Linked DNA regions of Oryctolagus cuniculus: region 1 is linked to region 2. Evidence: chromatin contacts called from public Hi-C data. All regions are on one chromosome and are shown on one strand. Each heading gives the region's core, a stretch centred on a gene start, on an enhancer-like site or on the middle of the called end of the contact. The rest is flanking DNA. Distances are from core to core; before and after follow the strand shown. Region 1 holds the start of SRXN1 (sulfiredoxin 1). Region 2 holds the start of TBC1D20 (TBC1 domain family member 20).

Region 1 (2,965 bases), core at 400-2,899, 170 kb after region 2:
ACAGAACTACAAACTACGTGGGCATGGGCTTCCACCCTCAGGGTTGTGGCGCTGTGCCCCGCAGAATGCACTCCGACCCTAAGCAGGCGAAGCAGAGCCGGTCCTTGCCCCCAGGGGAACGTGGGCTCCCAGCAGGGAAGGTGGGCTCCCATGCAGGCTGTCACAGTGCAGCAGGACGAGAGCCGAGCTGGTGGGCACGCAGGGGCCGTCAGCGAAGACGGGAGATCAAGTAGCAGTCGGAGCAACGAGGCAGGAGGGAGGCCTGCACAAAGGCCCAGAGGTAGGAGGGCGCTCAGCCAGATCCCCCCTCCCACAGAGCCAGGCTCGGGGCTAGCAGTGGGACAACAGCCCAGAGACAAGGTTCCTGCTCGTGTGCAGTTCACAGGAGATGACGCAGACAGACCAGACACAAGGGAATAAGCACGTGGACGATGTCTGATGGACATGGGGCTACCTGGAAAAATGCCTCTGACCCTGGCCAGCTAGAGGGGCCAGGGCTCCAGGCCAGGAGGTGGAGCGGGAACCACCGGGGCTGTGGGCTCTGGGGCAGGGCCGGGAGTGTGGGGACGCTAGGCACATTCCAGGACTGAAGACCTCCTGGCTGCGGCAGCCTCTGGTGGGACGAGGGGGTCTCCTCTGCCCCCCTGCCCAGGGCCGGAGTAGGGGGCAGGATGCCAAGGGGACCCGGCCAGACCCACGCTCATGCGCCCCCAGCCCCAGCCCCAGCCCGCCAGCATCACTGGGTTCCCCCAGCGCCCTCCCCACTACCTTTCAGCAGACCCCCAGGACCAGGACCCCCAGGTCCTGCTGTCCCCACAAGGGCCGGACAGCCCCTCCCTGGACAGTGGGGACGCTGGGACGGGGCTGCCCGTGGCCTTTCCACGCGCCTGACCTTGGGCACGTTGCTATAAAAAGAACTCTCCCTAGCCTCGGTTCTCACCTGGGAAAAGGGGCCGGTATCTACCTGGGAGGGTGGGTGCAGGACGCTAAGGAACTTAGCCCCCGGGGCCGGGGCAGGCGCTGTCTTACAGGAATCGCCGGTCCTTCTTTTAACCGTCTTGGCTCGTCCCTTCCTTGCTCAAGCGAGAAGCAGAGGCCCACCGTCGCCCAAGGTCACACAGCTATGGCTGAGCGCCCACAGGCGCCCAGTCAGCCCCGGCTCCCTCGGCGCGACCTCCCCGCCCCGAGCCCTCCCTCCGGCGGGCCAGCCTCCCCGGGGCCTCACCCGGATCGTGTCCACCAGGCTCTGCACCTTGGCCGGGTCCAGCACGGACGGCAGCGGCCGGATGAGCACGCTCAGCGGCACGTTGTGCACCGCGGCGATGCAGCCCGAGTGGATGCTGCTGCCCTGCGCGCCGCCGCCGCCGCCGCCGCCGCCGCTCGGCCCGGACCCCTCGGGCGCCCCTCTACCCGCGCCGGCCCTGCCCAGCGCGCCGCCCGCTCGCAGCCCCATGGCGCCGCCGCCCCCGCGCGCCGCCTCCGCGGCTTTAACTCCGGCCGGGCCGTACCATTAGGCGGGGCTGGGCGGGGGGCCCGTGCGGCGTCGGGGGGCGCGCTCCTCCCCAAGCCCCGCGGTGGTGCGGCCGCGGCCCCGGCTCCGCAGTGGCCCAGTCCCCAACCCCTCCCGCCCCGCGGCCCCGGGCTTGGGCTCGCCCGGCTCGGGCCCGCCGCCGGGGGGCGCCCCGCAACCTCCCCCGGGCCGCGCGGCGCCCGGCAGTGGGCGCGCCCGGCGGGCTGACTCAGGGTGAGTGTGCAGTCCCGGCGCTGGGGAGGCGCGGTCGGCCCCGGGCGCGCTGGCGGGCGGTGGCCGGACCTGCCGAGCAGGCGTGAGTCGGCAGAAGCGGCGGCGCCCACGGCAGTCCTCCCGGAAGCCGGTGCAGGCTGCAAAGCGTGGAGAGCACGCTGCTTGTGTAGTAACTCCCGACCCCGCCAGGTAGGTCCCGTTTCCCAGGTGGCGGCGCTGGACCCGAGGGCAGGGGGCTTGAGTGGCCGAGCTGGGGCTCAGGTCCAGCAGCCCGGCCCCAGAGGCCCCTCCGCACCCCTGCGCGCTGCGTGGCTCACCCGCAGCGACTGTCCCACGGAGCTCCCTGGAATCCTGCCCTTGGGAGGCTGCCAGTTGGTTACTGACACTTTTTTTTTTAAGATTTACTTATGTATTTGAGAGGTAGAGTTACAGAGAGAGAGAGAGGGAGAGACAGGTGACACTTTCTTTAAATAAATTCTATTATTATTTTTATTTATCCGAAAGGCAGAGAGATACAGAAACAGACGGAGAGATCTTCCACCTGCTGGGTCACTTCCCGAAAGCTGCAACAGCCAGGGCCGGGCCAGGCTGAAGCCAGGAGCGGGGACTCTGCTGGGTCTTGCACTTTGGCGGCAGGGAGCCTGGTACTGCAGCTGCTCCCCAGGGTGCCCTGGCGGGAAGCCGGGTCGGGAGTGGAGCTGGGGCTTGAACCCCGGCGCTGAGAGGTGAGCCACAGCACTGTCCCCGTGGGGCCACGCGCCCTCGGCCGTCACTGGCTTTCTGAGTCCCACGTGGACGGGGAGGTGACGCTGCCCATCACCGCGGTGCCCGGGGCTCTGGCATCCCGCTTTGCTGGAGAAAGTCACCGTTCCGGCTCCTCCCAGAACCGAGGATGGCGAGGCTGTTGTGAGTGTCACTGGAAGCTTTCGGCTTCTGCACTTGGTCCCGGCTCAGGAAGTGGAGCTGCCACCCGCACTTCCGCCCAGGAATTACTGAGATCGGAGACTTCTGTTGAGAGGGAAGGGGTCTTCCTCCTTACAGGAGGTCAGGAGGGCAGGACAGTGGTTTTTGGAGTGGAAACATGGAGATTTGACCTCAGTCTCATCAAGCTGTTACCCTACTCCTGGTATCAAATTCGGTGTCTTACCATACACATGTCCCAACTTAAAAGAGCTTAAACATGAAGATTGGCTTTCTCACTTCCAAGACTGGTGAAGAGCG
Region 2 (2,907 bases), core at 205-2,704:
TCTGCCAACAATTCTCCCATATGATTAAAATGATACAAAACCAAAATCAAAGAAACGGCATCTCTAAATTCCTCCCTTTTATCCCGAGAAGCAACATCACGGGAAGCGCAGGGGCACAAGTTTTCCTGCCAGGATACAGCTGCACTGCAACAGGTCACAAGGCCCATGCCACTCGCGGCACTGACTATTACGCACGAGGACAGATGTCACACAAACAGCAGCAAAGGGGTTACGACGCCAAAGGGCGCTGAGGACAAACAGGCGGAGTGGGCTCCCCTTGCAGCCAGTCCGAGACCCGAAGAAAGAGGGGACAGCAGACGCCAGACGTGGAGGCCGGGAACTCCTCGAACCGTAAGGGCTGATTCTGGGGCCCGTGCTGTGGGCAACGTGGGACAACCACCCCAGCATTCGCCGGGGGGAAAGACGCTCTAACTCGGCACGAAGCAAACGTGCATCAGTTTAACCGTCAAGTAGTCACTGGAAAACATTCGAGAATAATAACGTGCAACAAAAGTATGAATTCATGGAAATTCAGACTGAAACAGCCTGGGGAAAAAAAAAAAAAAACCAGTGCCCTTTTAACCCCATTAAATGAGGTTAAAATAGGTGGAGGAGGATGCGACAGGGAGAGCCGCGGTGGCCAGAGCTGAAGGCGAAGCGGCTCCTGCCGGACACGGGTTTCTTTTTTGAACTGGAAATGTTTCGAAAACAGCGGCGATGCTGGCGCAACTTCGTGGATGCACTAAGAACCACCGAACTTCACACCGGAAAAGGCAGAATTTGATGGTAAACAGGTGGCGCACGCATATACGGCGTTAAGTCTAGGTGGCGACACGTGAATCAAGTTTGGGAAACCTGCCCTTCCAAGAGGGCGGCGGCTCCAGGAGTCTGCGGACGTGGCCGGACGTCTCGGGCCCACGGGGGCGAGGCCTCTGCCTCAGTTCTCAGAAAGCCCCGTCTCCTCCCCAGATGGAACGAGGCCCGAGCGCACAGCCCCGCACGATCCTGCCGCCAGGATTCCTTGGGTCAGCTCAGCATCCGCCGGACCCCGCGACTGCAGACCCTCTCCCCATACAGACGCGCCCCGCAGTCATCTTCTCTCTCGCTGCCCAGACCCCGCCCGCCGCCCCGCGGCCCCTCCGGCACCCCTCCGCCGCCGGCTCCCCTTCAGACAGCTGTCCCGGGCCCTGGGGCCGCCCCTGCCCCTGCCCCTGAGGCCGACCTCACAGGCCTCTCCTGCCGGGTTCCGTACCTGCCTTCTCGGCGCCGCCGTCCCAGCGGCTGGAGATGGGGCCGTCACCCTGTGCACTCCGGAGGGCCATGTCCCGGGGGCCCGGGCTCCAGCCCGAGCCCCGGCTGGTGGCAGAGCCGTGAGAAGACGCGGCTATGGCCGCTGGACGCAGCGCCCACTCCGCCCGGGCAGGCTCGGCTTCGTCGGCCCGCGGCACGCAGGCGCAGCGGAGACCACGCCCCACACCGGCACGTGACGCTCCGCTGCGCGGGGGGCGGGGCCGGGGCGGTGGAGGCGCGCGCGGCCCGAGCCGCCTGGGACAGCGGCGGGAGCGCGCTGGGAGAGTTCCCGCCGTAGCAGCTGTCGCTCTTGGCCTAGTGCGATCGGGACTTGTCTGCAAAGTGGGACTAAGAGCACTGAGCTCACAGGTGCTTAGAACGTTACCAGGCCTGCTGTGTAACTGTGAGATGCCGTTTCAGCTTAGGGATTTTACGCTGGCGCCCAGGGCGTGCACTGTAGACGCCGTCCACGTCGACCCCTGTGGGCACCGCGCCCGCCTTCTGCACGGCCGCGACCCCCGCGGCTGACCAGGCCAGGTCCCGGCGACACGCCCGGCTTCCGAAGGCCACCCGCTCCGCGTCTGCTTGCCCTGCCTCCCCCCGGAGCTCCTGCCCGTCCTGCCCCATCCGCCTCCAGGGCCCCGTCTCGCTGGGGGAGGTTACTCCGAAGTTAATTTGATTTCTAGAACCAATATTCCATTTATTAAAATTAGAAATCCCCAAGCGATTTTTTTCCTTCAACTGACAAATTTTACAATTCTGTTCATAAATTTAGTAAATGAGATTCTTTGGGCTCATTAATGAATTTAATGAAGGCCCTTTGAACATTTGAAACTGGGTTTATAAATTTAATAATTTTCCATTTTTAAGCATCAGAATTTTAAGTCTTTACAAATGTTTGTTAATGGTAGCTAGGTATACATGAGCCTAAGTGTGTGAGGGGCAGAAGAAAAATGGGAATTTTTCTGTGCGATGCAACAAGGCAGCAAACTAACATTTACACATCTAAAGTGGATGTGGTTCAATAACCAGGCTGGGGTCAGCCTCTCTCCTCTGCCCTTCATCAAGGGGACTATTAAGAGGTTCTCGGTGGAACTCCGCACCCAGAAAGCCCTTCATCCAGCAATATTCCAGAGAGGGTGTAGAAGGCCCAGACACAGCATCTGTGAACCACCAGTGTGAGTGCAGACTCGGCTCCCAGCTCTTTCCCGAGATCCCGGCCTGGTCTGCCAGGTGCACTCCTCACTCAATGTCGCTAGCATGCTCACAGCTACCAGTCTCACATCTGAACTCTTTCTTGCATGAAGACAAGAACCAGGTAATGCCCTCCTGAGGCAACACTTTTTTTAAGTTTTAAGATTTAACAATTTCTAACATTTTGCCTCCTTCACTTCATAGGTAGATATTATATACGTGTGCATACTTTTTCTTTAAAAACAGGGATGTTAACATCATAAAAGGATTCGTGACAATCAGAATGTGGGGGAAGGAGGGTATATTGTCACATACCAGGTTTAATTCAGTGAAACAGTTTAACAATGATACAACAAAGCCTTTTAAGTCTGTGCAATTCTTTAATGTTATTAAACTTACAAATACACTGAGTGCTTTTTTTTA

The links. Hi-C and Micro-C count contacts between places; a contact is called where the count stands out from the background.
Region 1: a Hi-C map of an unstated tissue shows a contact between it and region 2, with 2.8 times the contacts expected there. The contact joins the promoter of SRXN1 here to the promoter of TBC1D20 in region 2. A contact is called at or near these places in 2 of 6 Hi-C or Micro-C datasets (ear pinna and an unstated tissue).

What each region holds. Positions count from the first base shown.
Region 1 is chr11:26,718,704-26,721,668 of mOryCun1.1, forward strand. SRXN1 (sulfiredoxin 1) reads right to left here and starts at 1,650. Exons shown (of 2, transcript XM_002710893.5): 1 at 1,226-1,650. The coding sequence starts at 1,453. LOC108176616 (a long non-coding RNA gene) reads left to right here and starts at 1,747. Exons shown (of 4, transcript XR_011379954.1): 1 at 1,747-1,933; 2 at 2,249-2,965.
Region 2 is chr11:26,548,356-26,551,262 of mOryCun1.1, forward strand. TBC1D20 (TBC1 domain family member 20) reads right to left here and starts at 1,455. Exons shown (of 7, transcript XM_070051977.1): 1 at 1,253-1,455. The coding sequence starts at 1,322. It overlaps LOC138844319 (a long non-coding RNA gene), which reads right to left. Exons shown (of 2, transcript XR_011379953.1): 2 at 2,845-2,907.